Linked DNA regions of Sus scrofa: region 1 is linked to region 2. The links are chromatin contacts, called in public Hi-C maps. All regions are on one chromosome and are shown on one strand. The core of a region is the stretch at or near the end of the contact, and the rest is flanking DNA. Distances in the headings are between cores, read along the strand shown. Region 1 overlaps NCS1 (neuronal calcium sensor 1). Region 2 overlaps FNBP1 (formin-binding protein 1).

What was found. Hi-C and Micro-C count contacts between places; a contact is called where the count stands out from the background.
Region 1: a contact with region 2 is called in a Hi-C map of retroperitoneal adipose tissue, with 1.9 times the contacts expected there. The contact joins two enhancer-like sites. A contact is called at or near these places in 7 of 47 Hi-C or Micro-C datasets (embryonic fibroblasts, mesenteric adipose tissue, omental adipose tissue and 2 more) and 1 of 2 datasets of contacts at active chromatin or transcription factors (skeletal muscle).

What each region holds. Positions count from the first base shown.
Region 1 is chr1:270,327,546-270,334,396 of Sscrofa11.1, forward strand. It overlaps NCS1 (neuronal calcium sensor 1), which reads left to right. Exons shown (of 8, transcript XM_003122241.5): 8 at 3,292-6,851. Among named protein-coding and RNA genes, the nearest start is that of HMCN2, 33 kb to the right of the region's middle. Within about 2 kb of position 4,831, at least 4 of the 83 cell types and tissues checked have an H3K27ac peak or open chromatin away from gene starts, as enhancers often do. A contact at or near this core is called in retroperitoneal adipose tissue, where this site is marked.
Region 2 is chr1:270,049,981-270,057,155 of Sscrofa11.1, forward strand. It overlaps FNBP1 (formin-binding protein 1), which reads right to left. Exons shown (of 18, transcript XM_021070148.1): 14 at 4,598-4,730; 15 at 2,477-2,598; 16 at 2,053-2,189; 17 at 73-231. Among named protein-coding and RNA genes, the nearest start is that of USP20, 58 kb to the left of the region's middle. Within about 2 kb of position 3,776, at least 5 of the 83 cell types and tissues checked have an H3K27ac peak or open chromatin away from gene starts, as enhancers often do. A contact at or near this core is called in retroperitoneal adipose tissue, where this site is marked.

The DNA of each region.
Region 1 (6,851 bases), core at 3,581-6,080, 280 kb after region 2:
CTGGTGAAGTTTTTTTAAAAAAATAGGTGTAATCATTGATTTATGGATTTCAGTTTATTTGATGAGTTTCATCATATTTGCACGTGTTGTTTTTTTGTTTGGTTTGTTTGTTTCTTTCTTTTTTCTGCTCTTTAGGGCCACTCCCCTGGCATAGGGAGGTTCCCAGGCTAGGGGTTGAATCGGAGCTACAGCTGCCAGCCTACGCCACAGCCACAGCAACGTGGGATCCGAGCCGCGTCTGCGACCTACACCACAGTCTCGGCACCGCCGGATCCTTAACCCACGGAGTGAGGCCAGGGATCGAACACAACCTCATGGTTCCTAGTCGGATTCGTTAACCACTGAGCCAGGACGGGAACTCCGAAAGTGGCCCCTTTGGATCAGATACCTGCACGTGTGCAGTGGGGAGCAGGGACATTCAGTTTAAACAGAGGGGCGGAGCAGTTTATGGGAAGGACTGCGGATGGTACAGACAGTAACAAACATGACTGTCCCCCGTACTGCTGCTTAAAAAAAAATGTATTCAAGTGAAATTCACATAACATAAAATTAACCTTTTATTTTATTTTTTAGGACCACGCCTGTGGCGTATGGAAGTTCCCAGGCTAGGGGTCGAATCAGAGCTGCAGCTGTTGGCCTACGCCAGCCACAGCAACACGGGATCTTTAACCCACTGAGCAAGGTCAGGGATTGAACCCGAAACCTCATGGATACTAGTCAGATTTATTTCCTCTGCGCCACAATGGGAACTCTCCCTAAAACTAACCATTTTAGATGTTCCCTGGTGGCACAGTGGGTTAACTGTTCGTCATTGCTGTGATGCGGTTCGATTCCTGGTCCAGGAACTTCTGCATGCCACGGGTGTCCCTGCCGCCCCCAAAAGTTAATTGTTTTAAAGTGAACAATTCAGTGGCATTTCAGAGGTCCTCTTGGCAGGTTAAGATCCCGACAGAATGTCTGTGAGGATGCAGGTTCGATCCCTGGCCTCACTTAGTGGGTTAAGCATCTGGCATTGCCACGAGCTACAGCATAGGTTGCAGATGTGGCTTTGAGTTGACCCTTAGCCCTGGAGCTTCCATGCGCCATGGGTACTGCCCTAAAAAGAAAAAAAAAACAAACCAAGCCAAACCAAACCATCAGTGGCATTTAGTCCATTCACAATATTGTACAACCACTATCTCTATCCAGGTCTAGAACATTTGCCTCACTCCAAGGTAAAACTCCGTATCGGTTAAGCATTCCTTTCCCTGACCCCTGCCCCCATAACAAGCTTCTGGCAACTATAATTTGCTTCCTGCCTCTATTCTGGAAGTTTCATACAAATGGAATTATATAGTATGTGACCTTTTGTGTCTGGCTTCTTTCACTTAGCCTCATGTGTCAGGTTTCATCCTTGTTGTGGCATGTGTCAGTACTCCATTCCTTTTCGTGGCTGAGTAGTATTCCATTGTATGGATAGATCCCATTTTGCTTATCCAGTCATCCATGGAAGGACCTCTGAGTTGTTTACACTTTTTGGCAGTTGTGAGTAATATTGCTTTGTACATCGGCGTACATGGATTTGAGGACCTATTTTCAACTTTTTAGGGCACATACCTAGCAGTGAAATTGCTGGGTCATATAGTAACTGTATTTAATTTTTTTGAGGAACTGCCAAACTTTTCCACAGGAGCTGCATCATTTTACATTCCTACTAGAAATTGGTCAAGGATTCCAACATCTCCACACTCTCACCAACATTTGTTATTTTCATGTTTATTTATTGGGTGTGAAGTGGTGTCTCATTGTGGTTTTTTGTGTTTGTTTTTTTCTTGGCCACATCTTCTGTATGCAGAAGTTCCAGGACCAGGGATCAAACCTGTGCCAGAGCAGTGACCCAGGGCATTGCAGTAACAATACCAGATCCTTAACCTGCTGAGCCACCAGGGAGCTCCTCATTGTGGTTCTGATTTGCATTTCCCTGATGACTAATTCTTTTTTTTTTTTTTAACTTACTTTTCTTCCGCTTTTTAGGGCTGCACCTGCAGCATATGGAGGTTCCCAGGCTAGGGGTCGAATTGGAGCTCAGCACAGCCACAGCAACGCGGGATCCGAGCCGAGTCTGCGACCTACACCACAGCTCACGGCAATGCTGGATGTTTAACCCACTGAGCGAGGTCAGGGATCGAACCCGAGCCCTGATGGATACTAGGCAGATTTGTTACCACTGAGCCACAACGGGAAGTCTTTAAAAATTTTTTGTAAAGTATAGTTGATTTACAATGTTCTGTCAATTTCTGCTGTACAGCCAAGTGACCCAGTCATCCGTATATATACATTCTTGTTCTTATATTATCTTCCATCATGTTCTATCACAAGTGATTGGATATAGTTCCCTGTGCTCTACAGCAGGCCCTCATTGCTTATCCATTCTAAATGTAATAGTTTGCATCCACTCACCCCAAACTTCCCTGATGACTAATTCTGCTGAGCATCTTTCCATGTGCCTACTGGCCAGGGCACACCTTGTTCTTAACAGGTGCAAACTGTTCTATCCTGCGGCTCTATCTGTACTTATCCATCCCCTGACAGGGGACCCTGAGCGTGCGCCCTCTCTTTTAATTTTGCTATTTCCTTCTCTCCTTCCTTCTTTCCTTCTTTTTTTTTTTTTTTTTTTTTTTTTTTTTTTGTCTTTTTGCCATTTCTTGGGCCGCTCCCACGGCATGTGGAGGTTCCCAGGCTAGGGGTCGAATCGGAGCTGTAGCCACCGGCCAACACCAGAGCCACAGCAACGTGGGATCCAAGACACGTCTGCAACCTACACCATAGCTCACAGCAACGCCAGATGCTTAACCCACTGAGCGGGGCCAGGGATCGAACCTGCAACCTCATGGTTCCTAGTCAGATTCGTTAACCTCTGAGCCACGACGGGAACTCCCCTTCTTTCTTTTATCTCATTTTTGGCTGCCCCGTGGCAGTATGGAGCTCCCGGGCCTGGGATCAGATCCGAGCCGCAGTTTCGACCGAAACCACAGCTGCAGCAACACAGGACCCTTAACCCACTGTGCTGGGCCAGGGTTTGAACCTGCGTCCCAGTGCTCCCAAGATACCTCTGATCCTGTTGCACCGTAGTGGGAGCTTCTGCTTTATTTCTTGGGGATAAATATGAAGCACCCCATGTGTGGATCGGAAGGTGTGAGCAGTTTTAGGACTTTTGACGTGGAATGCCACCCTGTCGCCTCATTGACTCCCGCTGACTCTGTGTCCCTGGCCGCCAGCTCCCAACCCGCTCCGCCTGCTTGTGTTTTCCAGATGCCTGGGAACCACTCGCCTCCTCCCGTGCCATGAGGCCGCCTCCGCCCCGACGCCACCCTCCCGTGCCCATCCCGCCTTTCTCCGCATCCACACCCGGCCGGGCTGCCCCGGGACGGCGAGGCCCGGCTCTCCTCTGCCCTGCCCCGCACACACCCGCCGCCTGAAGCCACCGGCTCCAATTGCCAACATCCTTTGCTTGTCCAGAAAACACCACCACGGATGGGAAAAGGCTTCCAGCCCTCTGCAAAACCAAGGACTCGGCTGCTTCGCAGGCAGCCTCTCGGTCCCTCCTGCTCTCCTGCGTGTGTGCTTTTTTTTTTTCTAATTTCAAATAGACAATTGAAAAAGGAAAAACAAACAAACAAACAAACTACCTTCTGTCCTAGAAGATTCAGACTGACAGATGGGGAGAAGGCCTCGGGGAGAACTCTGCCTCCCGCCTCGACCTTTGCAGCCGGAGAACCCACTGCGGTCATGGCCTCGGCCACGGTCCCTCGGGGCTGTGGCGCGGGGCGGGGGGCGCCTGCCTGCCGAACGGGGTTTGTCGTCTCATCCTCGAGCAGCCAAACCACCTGTGTGGCTAGGATGATGAATTACGATGATGCTGATTTTTTGTGATAACAGTATTGTGCTATTTGTGGGAAAAGTGAGGGTTTTTTTTTTTATATATATATACCTATCTAATTGATCTCTTTTATTTATTGGTTGTTAACTGTTGCTGCTGCCTCGTGTGTCCAGCGCTCCGGGGATGCGGAGCCCACCGTTTACACGTGCTTGGGAGGATGGTGGCTGGCAGCGGCCAAGAAGCCAAAAACCTTTTTGTTTTCTTCTTTTGAGATACTGTGCTTCATGTTTGGAGAGGGGCAAGGTGGGCTTCTGAAATGGCTAATGCACTGTTCCCCCAGCCCGAATGTCTCCTCTTTAGAACTCTTTCTCTGCCCCCAGTTCCCACATCTCTCTGTCCCGTGTTGTCCTCTGGGTCCAACAGGGACCATCTCTCAGTTTCTCGGCTCTCGCTTTGGTGTTGGCGGTGACGTGGGGGATGGCGGGGCTTGTGCTGAGCCTGGGAGCCAGGACAGGGGCCTGGGTACCTAAGGAGCGAGGGAAGAGGGGGTGACAGGTGTAAAGGCTGCCTCTCCGTCCTTGGCGGCTTTTGAGAATAGGGGCTCCCGCCTTCCTGCTCCCTCATCCAGTGTGGACAGTATCCCTCTGCCCTTCCTTCTTTTAGCTCAAAAGCTGGGAAGGAGCAGGGAGAGAAGGGACTTGGAGAATCCTGTTCACGTAGCTTCTCGGGCCGTGGCCCATGTGTGTTCACAGGAAGCTTCTAGCCCTGCCTGCCGCTGAGACAGGGCAGCCTCAGAACTGTCGGCAGGAAAGCCAGATGACTTTGGACCAGGAACTAGGTGCCCAAGGCTGGCCCTTTGCTCTGTGCCTGGGGGCACGCCCCTGCCCTCTCTGGGCCCCAGCTGCCCCAGCCGCAGAGCCAAGAAGCCTGGACTGGCGGATCTGAAGGCTCTCCTCTGGTTGATGCTAATTCTAAGCTTGGGTTTCCTGCAGTTGGTGATTCTGCGGTCTGTGGCTGAGTTTCCTGAGCCCAGCAGATGTGGGCACTGTCTGGGTTGCTGTTTTGTCCCTTGGCATGAATCTCCAGGGACATGGCAGCCGCTGGTCGCGGTGTGTGGGTTCAGATGACACATCTGGTCCCTCCCCGCGGTGCTTCCTGGTTCCTCCTGCCCTCGGGAGCTATTTTGCAGCCCCAAGCTCGACCTCACCCAGGGAAGGCTTCCAGCGGGAGAAGCAGTCTCCCAGAATGTGCAGGGCCGGGCCGGAGTCTAGAATCCCTGCTTCTCCTTTGCAAAGTCAGCATCCATCTTTTTCTGCTCATCGCGGCCCCAGGAGAGGAGAAGCTGGCCCTCGCCCCAACTTGGAATTTTCTTTGGCGTCCATTTTGCTCTTCCCCAGGAGGCCAGAGCTTCTCTAGCTCGTGAGTCCTCAGCCAGCAGACCCTCTGCCTGAGAGCAGCTCTGCCAGTGGGGGGCTCGTGTGTCCGCTCCTGTAGGCTGGACTGCGAGGCCAGCCCTTACCTCTTCCTTCTTGCGTTCCTTCGCGGGCCCTCTGGCTGCCCTCTGCCTCCAATGGAAGCCCCCCCCCCGCCCCCTACCCCTAATCCTGCAGAGACAGGTGCAGTAGTTCCATTTTCACAGGCGACTTTGAAGCCTGGGTTCTTTGAGGCCCCTGCAGTCACCGACCTGCTCCGGCCGCTGGCCCAGGAGGCCCAGGACTCACCACCAAATCCCGCAGTTCCTCAGCCTGGCTCTGACCTGGGGCCCTAGGGCAGGAGGTGAGCTTGGTGGCTTGGGGCCGGCGGGGAGAGGGGAGCGGGGCCTTCCTCCAGGTCAGCTGACTTCTCTGGCCTCCGCCTGAGCCTCGATTTGCCTCTCCGGCCCAGTGGGCAGGGGCTGTCGTGCAGCCTGCCCTGGAGGCATCGCGGTAAAGGGCTTGCGGCCGAGAATGAGCCAGGGTTAAGCATGCGGGGCCCGCCAGCTGAGGCGTCCGTCCCCAGGCATCCAGGGAGATCTGCGTGCAAGGCTTCCCTCCCACCTCCTCGCCTTTTGGCCTTTTGTTTTGGAGCCATGGGTGTGGCTTTTGGCCTTAGCTGGCAGTACCATGGATGCACGCCCCAGGCACACCGAGTCCACCCCCGGAGACGGTCCAGAGCTGCCAGTCGGAGGCCGCTCTTCTTCCTGGCAGGGTGCTGGACACTGGCCATTTTTGCCCAAGGTTGCTGGCAGGGGGCAGTTCTGTCCCCTCCTCTGACCGGATCTCTAGCTGCAGCACCCTGGGAGCCCTGAGCAGCCTGTGGGCCTCGCTCCTCAGCCCCATGTTGCACCTGAGGCCCACCCCCATCAGCTGCTGCTCTCTGGGGCTGCCTGATCAGCCGGGAGCCAGGCTCTCTGTCCCTCTGCTGACCCTTGCTCTCCAGCCCAGGAGCAGGGACCAGCCTTGGGCAGCCCATCTGCAGTGGCCCTGGTCTCTTTCTCACCGTGTCCGCTGCTCACTCCGTGTTGATGGTACTTAGAGAACGCCGCGAGTTTGTAGTATTTCACCAGGCAATGTTTAGAGTCGTGTCGAAAGGCAAACCTGTGTGTCCTCTTTCCCTGAAACGCTTTTCATTTTGACAGCCAACTGCCTAGATGACAGATGCACCTGGGCTTTCGGGGACATTGTGTCTTCTCTAGGGGGTTGGGGGATGGGAAGAGGCAGAAAAAGCCCCACTGCTCACCTAGAGGAAAGCCACCTGATTCCCAGCGGTTTCAGTGTCTAAGGGATGGAAGGGAAGGCGGGCACGCCCCCTGGTGGCGATGAGCCGTGACGGCATGTGGGGGCCCTGACCTGCCGCATAGGTGATTTGAGAGGGGAGGCTGCGGATGGGGAGGTGAAGAGGGGGCTGTGATCTCACCCAGACCCTGGGCTTCCTGCCCCACCTTTTGGCAGCATGTCTCCCAGACGCCTCTCTTCCTGATCAACCCCGGGGGATGGCAAGTGAATTAGCATCA
Region 2 (7,175 bases), core at 2,526-5,025:
GGAGAAACAACTCCAATTTTTTTTTTTTACAAAAAGTTTTTTTTAAGTTGTATTAAATATAAGTCTTAGCACCTTTGGCATTTTTGTCCAAATAGACTTCGACGTATGACGTGGGGACGTAGCCCTCTTCATCCTCGTTTCTGCGGATGCGGGTCCACCCGTCGCCTTTGTCCTCCTCGATCACGTACAGTGTTTCCCCCTCCACCACCGAGATGGTTCCTTCGTTCTGACCTGAAAAGGCAAAAGAGCAGCGTATTTTACGTTTCCTGTTCAGTCCAGGTCGATGGGGTTAACAGAGCCAAACCGGTATAGAGAGGATGGATAGGAGTTCCCCAGCGGCCTAGGGGGTTAAGGATCACTGCGGTGGCACCGGTTTGATCCCTGGCTGGGGGAACTTCCACATGCTGGGGCAGGGCTGGGGGGATCCTACAGGAAAGACCCCCCTAACATTCACTTATCCCAGGGCTTCTGAAGATGACCTGAGCCCGGATTGCTTCTTTCGCAGTATCTTTATCAGCAACGTGCAGGAAACCATTTCAAGGCTCATCAGTGTGAGAAACACCAGGCAAATCTTTCGAATCACTTGCCCTGTCTTCTAACTGACCTTACACCTATGACAGTACAGGTCCTAAGGTGCAGCTCTGGTCGAGTCAACAACTGCGCCAGTACTTTCAGCGGCTCCTCGATGTTTGCCGAATAAAACCCAACTGTTTCTCTTAACATCCCCGCCCCCACTGACAGGCCTACCGTCTTCCTTGTTTTCCTTTTTATTGAAAGAGAGGTGATCCACAAGCTGTGCCAATTTCTGCTGCAGAGCAAAGTGACTCAGTCACACATATGCATACATTCTTTTTTTAAATATTGTCTTCCGGAGTTCCCGTCGTGGCGCAGTGGTTAACGAATCCCACTAGGAACCATGAGGTTGCCGGTTCGATCCCTGGCCTCTCTCAGTGGGTTAAGGATCCAGCGTTGCCGTGAGCTGTGGTGTAGGTCACAGACTCGGCTTGGATCCTGAGTTGCTGTGGCTGTGATGTAGGCTGGCAGCTACAGCTCCGATTCGACCCCTAGCCTGGGAACCTCCATATACCGCGGGAGTGGCTCAAGAAATGGCAAAAAGACAAAAAAAAAAAAAAAAAATTCCATCACAGTCTACGCCAGGAGATGGGGTATAGTTCCCTGTGCTGTACAGTAGGGCCTTGTCTATCCATTCTAAATGTAATAGTTCGTATCTATTAACCCCAAACTCCCTTCCTTTCCCTCCCCCCCGCCAGGCCTGCACCTCCAGCATACGGAACTTCCCAGGCTGGGGACTGAATCGGAGCTGCAGCTGCTGCCCTATGCCACAGCCACAGCCACAGCCACGCCAGATCTGAGCCGCATCTTCGATCTGTGCTGCAGCTTGCAACCACGCCAGATCCTTAAACCACTGATTGAGGCCAGGGATCAAAGCCGCATCCTTACTAGTTAGATTCTTAACCTGCTGAACCACAGCGGGAACCCCGACCTTCCCTTCTTAAGTGTCCACTGTTACCACCTAAGATACCTGAAGTTCCAGCCCTCCTCATGCCCGGGCCTCTGGTACCCTACAGTACGGAGAGTCTCTAGACGCCCTTAAGGAAGTGAGCTCATCCTGACCTGAGACCCCCATCGCTCTGCACCCCTCCTCTGGTGAAGACTGCAAGCAACCCTCCCCTCTAAGTGTGTCCGCTTTATTTCCTCCAAAGGCGGGTATAGACCCTACCACCTGCATCCCACCCCTTCAGGGGTCTTTACAAGACGGGCGCCCTGTGAGTACTGAGTGAGTGGATGAAATATCAAAAATCATGATTCCATTCTCTCTGCTGCAACGAAGCTCACTGAACCTGTGCAACAGTACAGACCCAAAGGCAAAATGTACAGATGTCAACCAGATCGTTGTCATAAATATTATGGGCAGAACAAAAAAGCAAGGAGAGAAAGTTCTGGAAGACGGCAAAAGACGTCTGATCCCAGGAAGAGAAGAGTGACAGTTTCTGAAAAGTGGGGGACGGGGGGGGGGGGGGGCAGGGCTACCTTCGAACGTGTAGAGGGCTTTACAGGTCCCTATGGCAGGAAGGGGCTCCTCGTCGTCAAACTCGTCATCGAAATCCGTGGTCAGCACCTTCACCTCACCCTCCTGGCTCTGCTCCTCCGTGTAACTGCCATCCGGGCTGCTCAAGAAAGGAAAACACACAGCAACTATAGCGACGGCCCCCAGCGAGGACGCCATTCGCCCCCCCCCCCCCCCCCCCCGCCCGCAGCAAAGTGCTGGCGACCCCCCATCCCGAGCGTCCTAACCAGGACCAGGTCCCCGCAGGCTCCGGACCCGCCACCGCCTTGGGAAAAATCACAGGCCGAGCATCACAGATGCTCGGTCTCTCCCCGGGACCTGTGCTCCCCCGTGATGCCAGAGACATGACTGCAGAGCAGAAAAGCAGGCGCCGTACAGATACTGTACCTCTCCCGGTCTTGCGCGCAGTTGTTGACCGCAGGTGGGTTCTGCAGGTCGTACATCCCACTCTGCCGGCGGGCCTGATCGCTGCGTGCCGGGAGCCGGCCCTCCACCTCGGCCAGCCAGGCCTGCAAACGAGAGCCATGAGAGTCTCCGGCCTGAGCTCAGCACAAGGCCGGATCATGGACTTTCTCTCTCTCTTTTTTTTTTTCATTTTTTAATTACAGTCGACTTCCATTGTCCTGTCAGTTTCTGCTGTACAGCAAAGTGACCCAGTCACACATCTAAACACATGCTTTTTCTCATAGTCTCTTTCATCATATTCCACCACGAGTGACTGGACATTGTTCCTTGGGCCCTACGGCTGATCACGGACTATTAAGGCCCCAAGTTTGGGCTGCTCATTGGGCACTGATGCAGGTACAAGAAGGACCACCGGGGGTGGAGCCTCCCGTCTGTTGGCCTTGACTGTATAAAGGTACCCGAGGCAACTGCCTCCGTTTCACCCGAAGGTGAAGTGCAAACAAACTTCCATGTAGCCATTGCTCCTGAAGCGGTAGGAAGACACCAGCCTATTGTTATATTCCTGGGCTTTTTAAGCAGCTGTGATTTCTGATAAGTCACTTCTCATTCCTTCTGGTTCCCAAAAATTCTGCGACCCTGAATGAGGTCACACTGGGAAACATGACGCTCCTACCACACACTTAAGCAATGACTCAGTTTGAAAACCACACTTCCCATTTTTCTAGGAGTGTCACTTAAAAAAAAAAAAAAAAAGAAACAGTGAACAAAACTCATACCTAGGAAATCAAACTAGGTCAAAATATCTTCAGCAACATTTGAAATGGTGTCAAAAAGGTGAAAGAGTAAAAATGATCAGAAAAGGTCATTTCTAGGTTCTAAAATCTCAAACTCTAATAACTTGTTGACAGATTCCAGAAATAATGACAACAACCATATCTGAGCTTTCATTGCTAGAAACCTAATCTATTCTGATTGGAATGATCAGTAATTCGTTTATTTTTCCAGGCTCTGTGGTCCTTATATTTGGCAGGAGTGAGGGGAGTGGGGGATGGAGAGAAGTCTTTTGTCTATAACTCTTTAGTGCCCCCCAAAAAACATTTATTCTTATTTATTTACTTTGCTTTTTAGGGCTGCACCTGCAGCATATGGCGGTTCCCAGCCTAGAGGTCAAATCGGAGCTACAGCTGCCAGCCTACACCACAGCCATGGCAATGTGGGATCGGAGCCGCGTCTGTAACCTACACCACAGCTCACAGCAATGCCAGATCCTGAACCCACTGAGGGAAGCCATTGCGTCACAACGGGAACTCCCACATTTATCACTTTCTGAGAGTAAGTCCTCTGAAAGAACGCAATGTATTTCAATGGATTTTTTTTTTTCTCTTTTTTTCAGCATATGGAAGTTCCTGGGCCAGGGATCGAATCTGAGCCAAAGCTGTGTCACAGGTCACAGCTGTGGCAACACCAGATCTTTAACCAGATGCCCCACGATGGGAACTGCTCAATGGATTTTTTTTTTTTTTTTTTTTTTTTTTTGGTCTTTTTAGGGCCACACCCAAGGCATATGGACGTTTCCAGACTAGGTGTCAAATTAGAGCTGCAGCTGCCAGCCTACACCACAGCCACCGCCACAGCCACGCTGGACCTGAGCCGCGTCTTCGACCTACACCGCAGCTCACAGCAGCACTGGATCCTCCACCCATTCAGTGAGGCCAGGGATCGAACCTGCATCCTCACAAATACAAATCGGGTTTGTTACCACTGAGCTGCAATGGGAACTCCTTACATGGTGTCTTTTTCACTGTCAACATGAGATAAAGCAGAACAAACTTAAAAAAAAAAAAACACACAAAAAAACTGTATCCCAATATAACCTTAAACAGTGTCTGTTTTAAGGGAAATGATTAAAACGGGAGGTACTGACAAGCAGAACGGCAGGTGGCTGACCGTGTCTTCCTCCTTTTTTCAGGGAAACCCGACTCCAGCTGCATCTCTCGCGGGGAGCGGAACGCCAGCCTCTCCCTGTGTCTACGCCTCGTGACCCTCCCCCGACTCCTGCGTCTTTTTTCCCAACCAAGCTTTTCCACGACGGCTTTCTCGTACCTCAAATTTCTGGGCCTCTAGTCTCAGTTTTTCTATGTTTTGGCCGACTTCTGCTAATTTGTGATCCAGACTGGCGGGGTCTCCCATCTGTGGATTCTTTAGGTAGACGTCCTTCATTTTTGTGATGGCATCTCTGGAAAAGACAAGGGGGACAACGTGGCGAAGGTCAATGCCCTCGGCCCGTTCCCTCTCCCACCGCCGGGAAATCTCGTGAACCGGGGCGGGCGGGAGGAGATCACGGCAGTGTGGACCGGAAGGGAATCCTGGGCCAGCTTCCATTCTTAAACTTCTCTGCGCCACCTCTGCCACCAAGGTCTGCACGACGCACAGACCTAACTTCAACTCCAGGTGCCTTTTCGGAATGCAATGTCCCCGAGTCTTCGACGCGTGGGAAACGTAAAGTAACCCTGCCCTCCCCTTGCCCCACGCGAGAGACGAATGCCCAGTACTGCCAGGCACGTGTTCCGTGTGCAAACCGTGGGTCTCCAGGGCTGCAGTGTGTTGACCTCATGAAGAAGCACAGTTCATGGCTTTGGCTTTCATTACACATGACTTCAACGATTAAGAAACCGAACCTGGGAGCTCCCCTTGTGGCGCAGCGGAAGTGAAGCCGACTAGGAACCAGGAGGTTGCAGGTTTGATCCCTGGCCTCGCTCAGTGGGTTACTGATCTGCTGTTGCCGTGAGCTGTGGTGTAGGTCGCAGACGCAGCTCGGATCCCGAGTGGCTGTGGCGTAGGCCGGCAGCTGTAGCTCCGATTGGACCCCTCGCCTGGGAACTTCCATATGTCGAGGGAACAGCCCTAAAAAGAAAAAAAAAAACATACCTGGAGTTCCCTGTTGGTTCTGCAGGTTAAGGGTCAGGCGTTGTCACTGCTCTGCCTCAGATCACTGTTATGGTACAGGCTCAGTCCCTGGCCTGGGAACTTCCATATGCCAAGGGTGTGGCCAAAATAATAATAGTAATAATAATTTTAAAAAGAAAAGAAATTGAACCCACTGTTGGGATCCATGATAGGTGGGCAACACAGCCTTAAGGCTACACACGGCAAGACCCCATCACACCCCTCCCAAAATCCTGTTTGGAAGGCTGCCCACCTGTGCCGCTGCTGGATCCTTAACCCACTGTGCCAGGCTGGGGATTGAACCAGCGCCTCCACAGAGACGAGCCAGATCCTTAACCCACTGCACCACAATGGGAACGCCAAACATTTTTTTTTCTTTTTCTTTTTCTGGCCCTGCCTGCAGCATGTGGAAGTTCCCAGGTCGGGGATTGAACCTAAGCCACAGCAGTGACAATGCGGAATCCTTAACTGCCAGGCTACTAGGAACCTCCTTGAGCCACATCTCCTAATTTCTAAATTTTTGTTATGATATTCAATTTAATTGCAGCCTTCAGAGAACAGACTTTGAATGAATGGCCTCTATCCTTTGATGTTTGGGGAGATTCATTTTATGAAGTCGGAAGTTGCCCAGCTTTTGGAAATGTTCTAGGTGTACTTGAAAAGAATGTGTATCTGCAGTTACTGGACGTCTGCACACTAGGTCACTTTTGTTAGTTATGTCAGTCAAGTCCTCTGTCCTGACTCTCGGTGAATCTATTCTGTCAATTACCGAGAAGAGAGCTTTAAAAATCTTAAAATGTATTTGTATCTCTTGTACTTACATCAAAAGGTTAATAGCATAATCTTTTCTGTATTTGGAGCTGATACTATTATGGTCACGCAGATTTAAAATTTTATATCTTCTTGGCAAATTGAGCCATGTGTTATATGAATCATTTATTTTATGAAGTTGATCTTCTTGGCTGATTTTTTTTTTTTTTTTTTTTTGGTCTTTTTTCTTTTAGGCCTGTACCTATGGCATATGGAGGTTCCCAGGCTAGGGGTCCAGTCAGAAATGTCGCTGCCGGCCTACACCACCGTCACAGCAACGCCAGATCCAAGCAGCCTCTGCGACCTACACCACAGCTCAGGGCAACACCAGATCTTTAACCCACTGAGCAAGGCCAGGGATCGAACCTCATGGTTCCTGGTCGGACAATGGGAACTCCTTGGCTGAATATTTTATTTTACAAATGCAACAGGCCAGGTATTGTCCTCAGCACTGTATGTATCCTGACAAACTTAAGCCTCATACAGACAAGCATATTAATTCCCATCTCAAGGCGAAGAAACCAAGTTACCAAGAGGTTAAGAAGCTTATCCAAAGTCTGCAAGAGAAACAGGTAGAACCAGATTGGAGCCTACGATGTCCAGAGTGCCTGGTATTTAATTTTTTTATTTTGGCCACACCCCAGGCATGTGGAAGTTCCCCAGCCATGGACAAATCCACACCACAGCAGTGACCTGAGCCACAGCAGTAATGTTGGATCCTTAACCCCCCGAGCCACCAAGGAACCCCTAAAATGATCTATTTTTTCAGGAGTTGCTCTACCAGAGATAAAGACATAAAAACTCCTTTTCTTTTGCATATACTTAAACTGGGCTGCCGTACCAATTTCATTTGTTTATTTATTTTTTTGCATAACTAAATTTTAACCCCAGCTTCAATATAACTAAATTTATGTAGGATCTTAAG